Linked DNA regions of Mus musculus: region 2 is linked to region 1. A link is a contact called in public promoter capture Hi-C data. All regions are on one chromosome and are shown on one strand. The core of a region is the stretch at or near the end of the contact, and the rest is flanking DNA. Distances in the headings are between cores, read along the strand shown. Region 1 overlaps Poc1b (POC1 centriolar protein B). Region 2 has its middle 18 kb from the start of Gm34983.

The links. Capture Hi-C pulls out chosen DNA fragments and counts their contacts.
Region 2: a promoter capture Hi-C map of adipose tissue shows a contact between it and region 1. The contact joins two enhancer-like sites. A contact is called at or near these places in 7 of 39 promoter capture datasets (the 3T3-L1 cell line, the C10 cell line, the HPC-7 cell line and 3 more), 1 of 15 datasets of contacts at CTCF or cohesin (large pre-B cells), 18 of 484 Hi-C or Micro-C datasets (Sertoli cells, bone marrow, bone marrow-derived macrophages and 11 more), 10 of 115 datasets of contacts at active chromatin or transcription factors (bone marrow-derived macrophages, double positive thymocytes, embryonic stem cells and 5 more) and 3 of 9 other capture datasets (adipose tissue, embryonic stem cells and liver).

What each region holds. Positions count from the first base shown.
Region 1 is chr10:99,170,157-99,175,332 of GRCm38.p6, forward strand. All of the region lies in intron 10 of Poc1b (POC1 centriolar protein B), which reads left to right. Among named protein-coding and RNA genes, the nearest start is that of Gm34574, 59 kb to the right of the region's middle. Within about 2 kb of position 1,920, at least 212 of the 459 cell types and tissues checked have an H3K27ac peak or open chromatin away from gene starts, as enhancers often do. A contact at or near this core is called in adipose tissue, bone marrow-derived macrophages, double positive thymocytes and 4 more, where this site is marked.
Region 2 is chr10:99,438,995-99,444,427 of GRCm38.p6, forward strand. It overlaps the pseudogene Gad1-ps. Among named protein-coding and RNA genes, the nearest start is that of Gm34983, 18 kb to the right of the region's middle. Within about 2 kb of position 3,162, at least 76 of the 459 cell types and tissues checked have an H3K27ac peak or open chromatin away from gene starts, as enhancers often do. A contact at or near this core is called in adipose tissue, bone marrow-derived macrophages, double positive thymocytes and 4 more, where this site is marked.

The DNA of each region.
Region 1 (5,176 bases), core at 670-3,169:
TCTTCCAAAGTACCCGAGTTCAATTCCCAGCACCCACATTGACCACTAACAACTATCTGTAACTCCCGTTCCAGGGCACCCATCTTCTTCTGCATGCAGCGTAAACGTCCACACAGATAATATAAATAAATAGTTTTAAGAATAATGCAGGAGCGCCCGTAAGTCACGGGGCGCTGGCACCCAGCCTTCCTTCCCTCTCCCTGTACTACGTCCCCAGGCTTACTCACGGCGTCATTTGGAGAAGGTCAGGTTCTCTTTAAGGTTTTTAAACTTTGCTACAGCGAATAAGGCTGCATTTGATTTGTAAGTTTAGCACATATGATTTCTAAAAACCAAATATGTTGTTGGCTTACAGTAAACGGGCAGGTTGGTGTGTTTTCAAGCACTGTTTAGGTGGCTCTGCAGTGTCTGTCTGGGTGGCTCTGCAGTGTCTGTCTGGGTGCTCTGAGGTGTCTGTCTGGGTGGCTCTGAGGTGTCTGTCTGGGTGCTCTGCAGTATCTGTCTGGGTACTCTGCAGTATCTGTCTGGGTACTCTGCAGTATCTGTCTGGGTACTCTGCAGTATCTGTCTGGGTACTCTGCAGTATCTGTCTGGGTACTCTGCAGTATCTGTCTGGGTACTCTGCAGTATCTGTCTGGGTGCTCTGCAGTATCTGTCTGGGTGCTCTGCAGTATCTGTCTGGGTACTCTGCAGTATCTGTCTGGGTACTCTGCAGTATCTGTCTGGGTACTCTGCAGTATCTGTCTGGGTACTCTGCAGTATCTGTCTGGGTACTCTGCAGTATCTGTCTGGGTGTTCTGCAGTATCTGTCTGGGTGCTCTGCAGTATCTGTCTGGGTGTTCTGCAGTATCTGTCTGGGTGTTCTGCAGTATCTGTCTGGGTGCTCTGCAGTATCTGTCTGGGTGCTCTGCAGTATCTGTCTGGGTACTCTGCAGTATCTGTCTGGGTGTTCTGCAGTATCTGTCTGGGTGCTCTGCAGTATCTGTCTGGGTGCTCTGCAGTATCTGTCTGGGTACTCTGCAGTATCTGTCTGGGTGCTCTGCAGTGTCTGTCTGGGTGCTTTTCGGTGTCTGTCTGGGTGCTTTTCGGGGTCTGTCTGGGTGCTCTGAGGTGTCTGTCTGGGTGCTCTGAGGTGTCTGTCTTGCTCCTGTACTGCATCTCCACCTGCCTCCTTCAGGTAGGAAACATGTTTTCTTTTTTCCAGATACAGTCTTTAAAACAGAAGAAACAGAAACGGAGATTTTCCTGATCCCATAGGTCCTTGTCCTTAAAGCACAGCAGCCTCCTGTTAGGGAAACGGCTAAAGCTTCAGTGCGGAACTGGCCCTTCCCCGTCCTCTCTGAAACTGACTTTAAAGCAGCACCAACAGGAATGTTTGGTGTGTTAAAGGAGCATGGCTTCTTTCTCTGCGTGGAGTTCCCATTATCTTTTGTTCAATTTCTCTCTGTGAAGGAAAATGGTGTAGGCCAAGAGCGCCATTTCCCACCTACAGTAATCGACTCTGCAGTAAAAATCATGACAGGAAGTCTAAGTTACATGATTGGGGTGTATTTCCCTCCCCCCTAAAATTGCTAATTTGAGCTTCTTTATTTTTCAAAGTCACAGGGAAGGAAAATTCAATGAATTTACCAAAAACTGTATACAAATCAAATTTTTATAAATTGTCCTTGTTAGCTAGTACTTTGTTCTGTTTCTTTACTTCTGTGACAAGAGAGGTTTCTTTTTCTCTGTTAAATGTATCTTTTAAAACAGGAAACTCTACAAAAGAATTTCTTGTAATATGCAATTGGCTGCCTAACAAAGTAAATAGATGTTGCAAATCCCTTTAGAAAGTGCGCACATTTCTGGGTACTGCGGGTGTGGAAGCTGCAGATCTTATTTCTGCCTCTAACTTCCTGCTGTACTGTGTTTCTAAACTGTGCCTCTGCCCCAGAGACACCACCAGCCTCCTCTCTGGCCGGGAATCCAAGCTGCGTCCCCAGTTCCCACAGCTGAGGCGAAGGCATGCGGAAAATGCCCGCCGTGCTCAGCCCACACATCCAGTGACAACTGGTTCCTTCCTCTTCCTGTGGAAAAGCAACATCCTCTGAGATGAGAGCACATGCACCCTGAGGAATGCAAGGGCAGCAGCGAGCTTTCACACAGGAAATTAATTACTCAGGGGTAGCACTCCGAAAATGCTTGTCTCCTGGAGGATGTCAGCGTGAAGAGCTTCCTGGCCACCCAGAGGAGTTCCGGGCCATCTGCAGGGCTGTGCAATAAAGTGACCTGACTTATTGCCCTCTGTGCATGGTGCCCATTAGAGTTTGAGTTTTGGAGTACTGCTTAGATAGAGGAGTTAGCCCTGATCCTTCTTTGACAATGAGCTCCATGGTGGGAGGGGGTGGCCTGCTAAAGTACACTTTCTGTCTGTCAGTCCTTAGATTCACAGTTAGTGAAATCCCGAGAGATTTACAACCTTATTGTCTTGGCTACTGAGGCCAGCACTAGATCTTGCTTAGTTCTGTCTCTTGTCAGTTCCCTTCTTTTGGGGACAGTCAGACATCACAGAAGATCTCATATGTGACACATACATCCTCAAACACAGATAAAGAACAGTATTGCCGAGCCAGGCAGCCAGTGCAGGACTTAAACTTCAGAATGCTTTGATTGGACTTTTACATTTGACAAATATTTCAGAGTAATTTGATTTCTTTTTTTTTTTTTTTATTCCTATGGCATTTTCGTTTTCTTCCCTTGAGATAACGATAAGACTCCGATTTTATATGTACTTTTAAGCTTTCTCCAAATTATCGCAGTTTTGGGTGGGTTTCTGTGGTTCTGGTAGTACAGTTCTTTACTTGTTTGTGTTAAGTTGAAGAGGAGCTGGAGAAGGAATGTCAGGCATTTCCTCTTCCTCTCCAACATGTCTTTTTAATGAACATTCCTCCTCTCTCCTTGGGAACACAGTGTTTTGCTTCACAGGGTCCCTCTGAATGTCTAGGATCTGAGAGCCAGTCTTTCCCTTTGTTCCCCGGCCTTAGAAAGGTCGTTAGTTAGTCGATGGATTTGCTACCTCATCTTATTTCCAAACTTCTCTCACCTTTAAAGAAAACTTCTAAACCTCTATAGGGAGTTCCTCCTGTTAAAGCGACCATTCCAGCTACTGCTGCTCAGCTAGACCCTAAATGATACATAGTGAGTCACCCTGAAGGATGACCAGGATGTAAATACAAAGGAGTGCTTATCCCAGCAGTGTTTGTAACAAAACCAGCAAGAAAAGAAGATAAAACAAGTGTCCTTTAAAAGGTGTTTGTTACCTAGAAGGGTAGTATGTCAGTCGATGGAATATTATGTGGAATCCTGTGTTTAATCACAGCTAAATGCAGGCTAATGCAGTGTAATTCTCTACTGGATCCTGGTCATGTAGAAACTCTTTCTCCAGAACACTTCTACAGCATCTGATTGACAATGGCTTGTCTTACTTGAGGAGTAGGTTCAACCTCCCCACCAAGAGGAGAAAATTGACAAATATTCAACAGAGACTGAATTTTAGATGAGAATACCAATGCTAAGTTTGCTGGTTTTCATAGTAATGCCATAGTTATGTCAGGGATGGCCTTTTCCTTAGAACACAGTATTGTAATAATCCAGGTAAAAGTGCACAGTGCCAGCAACTTGTCAGAAGATTTGGTGTAGATGGAGAACTAGATGACAATTGTAACAAAATTACAGAATCTAAGTTATTATTAGAATTGTTGTTGTTCTGTTGTTTTTATAGCAACATTTCTCTAATTTGAAACTGTTTGAAAATAAAATTTAAGGAACAAAACTTAATATTTTTCTATGTCACAGTGAAAATCCGCTAAATACCATATAAAAAGAATTTGTGGAACTGGGTGTGGTGGCACACACCTTTAATCCCAGCACTCGGGAGGCAGAGGCAAGCAGATTTCTGAGTTCGAGGCCAGCCTGGTCTACAGAGTGAGTTCCAGGACAGCCAGGGCTATACAGAGAAACCCTGTCTCGGGGAAAAAAAAAAAAAAAAGAATTTGTTTTGTGTGTGTGTGTGTGTGTGTGTGTGTGTGTGTGTGTGTAATTTTAAGTTTGTAATAGGAAAAAGTGTGTTTATCCATTGAACAAAATTCCTTCTCTGAGCCTTCGTACATCATAGTCTCACCTCATTGGTGTAATTTACCCAAGTCCATCTGGTCATCAAATAATGAAGCTAGAGTTTGATCTCTACTTGACATTGTAATATGTGCTTTTAGTTATGTGTAATATTTGCTTCTACTACAGCAAATTTTCTATAAAGAATAAATGATACTTGAAAAACTTAGAAGGCAAGACAAATGTGCTGTATCTTGCCAGAAACAGATATTGTTCACCCGTTGATGTAGTCTTCCAGACAGACCCTGGGATTATTAGAATCCAGAATCCTGGAGAAGAGACCTGTTCCTCCAGGCTCAGGGGCTCGGAAGCAAGTCTCCACTCCATTGACCTGCCGTCTCCATGTCGTGGTTTCCCTTTGCAAAGCCTAAAGGGACTGCTGTCAGGAGATACCGTGACGTGCAGAAGTGCCAGTCTGCTTCACAGCACAGTTCCGAACATGGATATGCTTCCAAGAAATCCTCTCTATGCCATATGAGGGGCTGTTGGACCAGAGGATAGAGCCTTTTAAACAGAGAATCCGAGCATTAATTTCACTCTGAAACATGTATACAAATATTTGGTCTCTGTAGTAATATCTAAGATGTCCTGGAAAGATGTCTCGGTAGTCAGGAGAAAGCCAGAGTTCAGTTCCCAGCGCACACATCTTCCCTCCAATCTCTCTCATGTACCCCTCCCTACTCCCTTTCAAATCCATGTCCTCTTGTACTGTTATCCCGTGCATGTATGTGTACACATATGTCCCTAATCTCACCTACTCAGTCCATGCCACGGTACTTGGATGTGGGTTTTCGGGGCTGCCCTTTGACCCTGGATGCCAAGTTGGTGTGCTTTTTCTTGCAGACACCTCTCGCATTCTCAACATCCCTCAGCTGGCGCTTTGTGTCAGATTGGGGCCTCGTGGACTTCTCCCTGTCCACTTTGACATGTCCCTGTTCAGCCTATCTGTGGGCAGATGTGCTAGTGTAACTTCCTGCGTGTAGCTCCTGACATTACTAGGGAATGCTGTCTCACAGCAAACTCCATT
Region 2 (5,433 bases), core at 1,912-4,411, 270 kb after region 1:
CCTCCTCTCCCTTACCTTCTTCTCTTTCTCTTTCTCCTTTTTACTCTTCCTCCTCTTTTTTTTTTTTTTTTTTTAGACAGAGTCTCATTCTACATATGTTCAGGAGGCTATGCCCTCCTTGGATAGCATGCCTCAGGTTAGATTGACCCTTTTAGTATGCTGAGCCATTGTTTGGAGAGAAAAACTTTCTCCATCCTGATATATTAGTGCATTAAGAAGTTGACTCCTAGATTCAATCAAGGTCTCAGGTTCAACCAAGAGAAAAGTCCCTACTGCATAAGCTAAGATAAAACTCTTCGTTAGTATCTAAGTACTGAGCGGGATCCGGTGGTTCACGTTTAGATTTCTAGGAAATTTCCACACTTACAACTAGGAGAAGCTACAGAGAACATGTATGCCCCCACACTTTCTCTCCTAACACCCCTTCACAGGCACAGTGATCAATATTCCCCAATATCAACATCCCTCATCAACATGGTACACTTGTTACAAATGATGAACCTACATAGAACAATGTAACTGCCCCAAGTCTATAGCTTACATTTGAGTTCACTTGCTGTTAAACATAGGCTTGGATAAATATATAACAACATTAATGTGCCAAATAGCATCAGACAGAGTTTTCATTGCAAATATACTCATCTGAGGTCTGTGTAATTATTTTTCTCTCCCTTAGTCCTTATAAAACCACCGACTTATTTATTTAATCCTATTAAATAATTTCGTCTTTTCCAGAATGACATCACATTGGAATCATATGGGACGCACCCTTTCATGTTGGTTTCTTTCACTTTATCACTATGCATTTAATGCATCCATGTTTTTTTTTTCCAGTGTTTTGTTTTTGTAGCCTTAGGAAGCGGAACCTAAGCCTTCGATATGCTAGGCAAGAACTCTCCCACTGAACTGCATTCTAAGCTTGGTATTGGCTCATTTTTTTTTTAAAACAACTGAGTAAATCCCCACTCTATGTATCAGAATTTATCTATTCACTGATGAGGGACTGCATCTAAGCTTTGTTCCACTGAGTGTGGAACATTCATACTCAGGTTCCTGCATGAACACACGTTTTCAACTCCATTTACTGAGCACCAAAGAGTGACTGGTGTATCATACAGTTTGTGTTTTGCACGAAGCTGCCAAACTGTCTTCTACCATGATGGTACTATTTTGTATTGTCCCAACAATAAATGAGTTCTTGTGGTCCACACTTTTGTAGCAATTTATAGTTGTCAGTGTGTTGGGGTTTGGCCATTCTCACTGTTGCTTCAATTTTCATTACATTGGCGTCAGTAAATACACGGCATGTGTGGAGATTAATATTTACAAATGCTGCAATGAGGAATGGAGAATCCAGTTAGCAGAGTGCTAGCCTTGGCAAGCATGAGAACTTGAGTTCAGCTTCCTGGCACCCACGTATAAAGCTGGGTAAATAGATTGTGACTGTGATCAGAGTGCCAGGAACCAGCGACTAGGATGGGAAGAGGAAGGGACCTGGAACTTTTGGGTTCCAAATCATGGAGCCCCAAGATTGGTGAGAGATCTTGTTTCAAAAGTATGGCGTAAAACAGAGGTTCTTGACCTATGGATTGCAACCCCCTTTAGAGTCTAATGACCCTTTCATGGGGGTCACATATCAGATACCCTGCATGTCACATATATACATTATGATTCATAAGAGTAGCAAAATTACAATGTCCATCTCTAGCCTCCGTGGGTATACACACACACACACACACACACACACACACACACACAAACACACACACACACACACACACACATACACACACACAAACTGCCATAGTCATTAGGCATTGAAATTGCATTGTTATTTCTATGTAGAAACAAAGACCTGAATATTCATAGAATGATAAGTATTATTGTAGCCCTAAATCATTCCGTTCTTCTTTAATCGAAAAGCAAAACAAACAAACAAAACCAAAGCAGAAATCCTTGAGATGAACTCAGTACTGAGATAGTAACATGTCAAAAAGAAGGGACTAATGAGATTAGTGAGGATTGTTTTAGTTGAGTAATTAATAAGAAGGAGTGGGGGAAAAAAGCCTATCTTCAGTCGTAGCACTCAGGGCTGGTTCTTTGATCCAGAAATGGATGGGAGTAAGTAAAAAGGGATGTTCCCTCGGTAGCTTGATGATTTTGGCAACAGTCCAACCAGTGTTGCAAGAAAGGAAGCGGCCTCAAGATGAAAATCTCTTACAGGCTGGCATCTGCCCAAAGCTGAGATGTTGACAGAGAAGTGCAGGCACACCCCAAAACATCCTGATTAACTCGCAGGTGTTGTGCAAAACCCAGTGGGAAGAGGAAGACCATACTGCACCCTAGGCTGACTCTGCTGGTGGCCCTACTGGTGTGAAGAGTGCTCGATAGGCTAGAAACCCTAGGATGGTTCGGTGTTTCTGTTGTAGACTGGAGCCTTTCTCAGAGACGCATAATCTTGTTGATCTAGAAAGGATTTCGCAGAACAACTTTCCCAGTGGAATTTAGTTGTCCAGAAATTCCCTTCAAAAAATATCTCATAACACTACGCTGTATTCGGGTAGAAGGTATGTTAGCAGTAGAAGTAACTTCATGAGTTCAGTTTCAACAAATTCACTCATCACAAAGCCGATAAACCGAACGAACCAATGCTGTAATCAGAAGACGTGAAATGAGACCCGCTGGGACATGATTTGTATGGAGTATTTATCATCTTATTTGTTTTTGTATTATTTTCGTCTCTTTATACATCATGAAACAAATTGTGATCAGCATGAGATGTATTTGCGAATGGGAGGTCTCAGCAATCACCTTGTTGTCTTGTGGGTACCCTGGCTGTAGGAGAAATCTTCCTCCTGAGATCAACTGAAACCTGAGTCAAGTTGGAAATGCCAAGTCAATGCACCCAGCACTAGCTAGCATAAAGCTCTGCTGAGGTTTTGTTTATTAAACATTATGATAGTATTGTGATAGCATGCTAGCGAAAAAGTATTATTTAAAAGGTTAAAATGGCAGCCTTGGCTACCACGTTGTGTTTAAACCTCAGCTTGTTTAAATCTCATCTGGAAAGCTCTCCCATGGAACCTTAGAGAACGCTGCAGGCCGTTGGAGGAGCTGTGGTCATTATTTCTCAAGAACTAGAGTGGGCAATCCGACAAAACAAACAAGCTCAGTGCTGTTAAAGAAAATGATTTACGTTCCTTTCAGGACATGTCACAATGAGGACTGCACTATGGACTTCTCGAGCGCTTTTCTGTTTGATTTTCACGCAGAACGAATGGAACACAATGTGTAATGTTCACTAATTGCCAGTTTTATTCTGTTAGCATCTTCCTTAGGATGTGCCTAGGGGCCCAGCGATCTATTTTATTCATATGTCTTTCACCAGTTAGGTTTAAAGTCCCTTCCTAAAGTGGCCAAGCTCCTGTGTTTTCCTATTGCTGTGAGCATTAAGTAGGGAATTAATTTGCACACAGTAGGGAACTGGTTACTTACTGATTCTGCATTTAAGCTGTCTGTGAACTTATTCTCAAGCAAGCATTTACTATTGTAATGTGTGTGGTGTGGGGTATTATGCTAATGAATATTGTCAGTACATAGACTGACTCATCTATAATTTTGTGTAAAATATCATAAAACCATTTTTTATGGACTATTAACTAAAGGAGCAGGTGTTGAGTATTCACTGTTGTTCGTGTTCAGCGCTGATTCTTTAGAAGGTTGGCCTTTTGGGCAGTTAGTATACAGAAATATAAGAAACAACCTTATCAGAGATAGCTATTGGTACTGTTCTTCATTAAAATAGGCTTTTGATGGTTACTATAATTCCTTTGTAAATTGACTGTTCCTTTGCCTAATTTATCAATGCCATTCTGGTCAATAAACCTAATAATGTAATTTTTACCATCAGTGTTGTAAATAAAAAAAAAAACAATGATAATTTGTGTTTGGTTGAAAGAATGAGTCAACAAGTCGTGTTTATATATTCATACCATAAGGACAGCATTCACAGACTGAATGGTATGCTCATTTTAGCTTTACATTTTTTTTGACATTTCTTAAGGTTCCTAATTTCTTCAATTTACATTGTCATCTTTTAAAAATGTTTTCAATTACAAAGTGTCAACTTTAATTTCTCTTTGCATCTCTTGGGTGCCTCTTTGCTCCATCTGGACTGGCTGTTCTTTTGAACACTTAGCAGTTTTCATTTCGAGACTGATAATTTTATTATCCTGAAGCCATTTCTTGGCTTGAAAAAATTTGTTTGGGGCGGTTGGTTTCCTGCCTCCTTTTCCCAGAAATGATTTGTGAAGTGTGTTCCCAACTGCATGGATGTATAGGAAGTCAACGTTGTGAGTCTTTTGATATCCTTATGTGAATAATTGCAGTCTCTTTAACATTTAAAATACAATTAGTCCTCTATGTAAATATTAACAGGGGCAGAAAGCTTCATTTATTGTCTAATTTCATCTGATCACGTAACCCCAAGCTTTTTGCCAAAATGATGAATCGTCTTCGGATGCATTCAGGAACATTGTGTAATCTCTGTAAGATTATCATGGATGCCTGTGAAAGGATCAGTGTGCTCCCTGCTGCCAAAGTGAATCCCATGCTTTTATGTCCTCAGAGTCTCTACCATGGCATCACGTTGGAGATGTCTTTGCAGGTTCCTGTTATTTTGTTCCTCTTTCTTGGTTTACTCTCTCCATTAGTTACAGAGGAAGGGACCGTGGGTGACACAACTTTTTTTGAGGTCTTCTGTGTTTGAAATCTTTTTCTTTTCTTTTTACTCTTAAAAAAAAAAAAAAACCAAAAACAAACAAACAAACAAAAAAACACCTGAGTGCCGGACCAGGGATCGTGCAACCAAGGAAGAAACAGCATTGTGGTGACACCCAGCGCGTACACCTGTGGCGCATCCGAGCCCAGCAGGGGATACTTCCTGGAGGAATCTCTGGAGGGTCCAGTTCACTGTGGCTGAACAAAGCCTGTTCCTGCGCCCAGTCCGCGGGGGACTCTTGAACAATAGAGACCCCAAGACCACCGAGCTGATGGCATCTTCCACTCCTTCGCCTGCAACCTCCTTGAACGCTGCGGGAGCAGATCCTAATACTACCAACCTGCTCCCTACAACATATGATACTTGGTGTGGATGCATCAGAAAACTGGGCCTGAAGATCTGTGGCTTCTTGCAAAGGACCAATAGCCTGGAAGAGAAGAATTGTCTTGTGAGCGCCTTCAGGGAGAGACAGTCCCCCAAGAACCTGCTTTCCTGTGAAAACGGTGACCCGGGTACCCGCTTCCAGCGCACAAAGACCAACTTCTCCAATTTGTTTGCTCAAGATCTGCTTCCAGCGAAGAACGGGGAGGAGCAAACTGTGCAATTCTTGCTGGAGGTGGTGGGCATTCTCCTTAACTATGTCCTCAAGACAT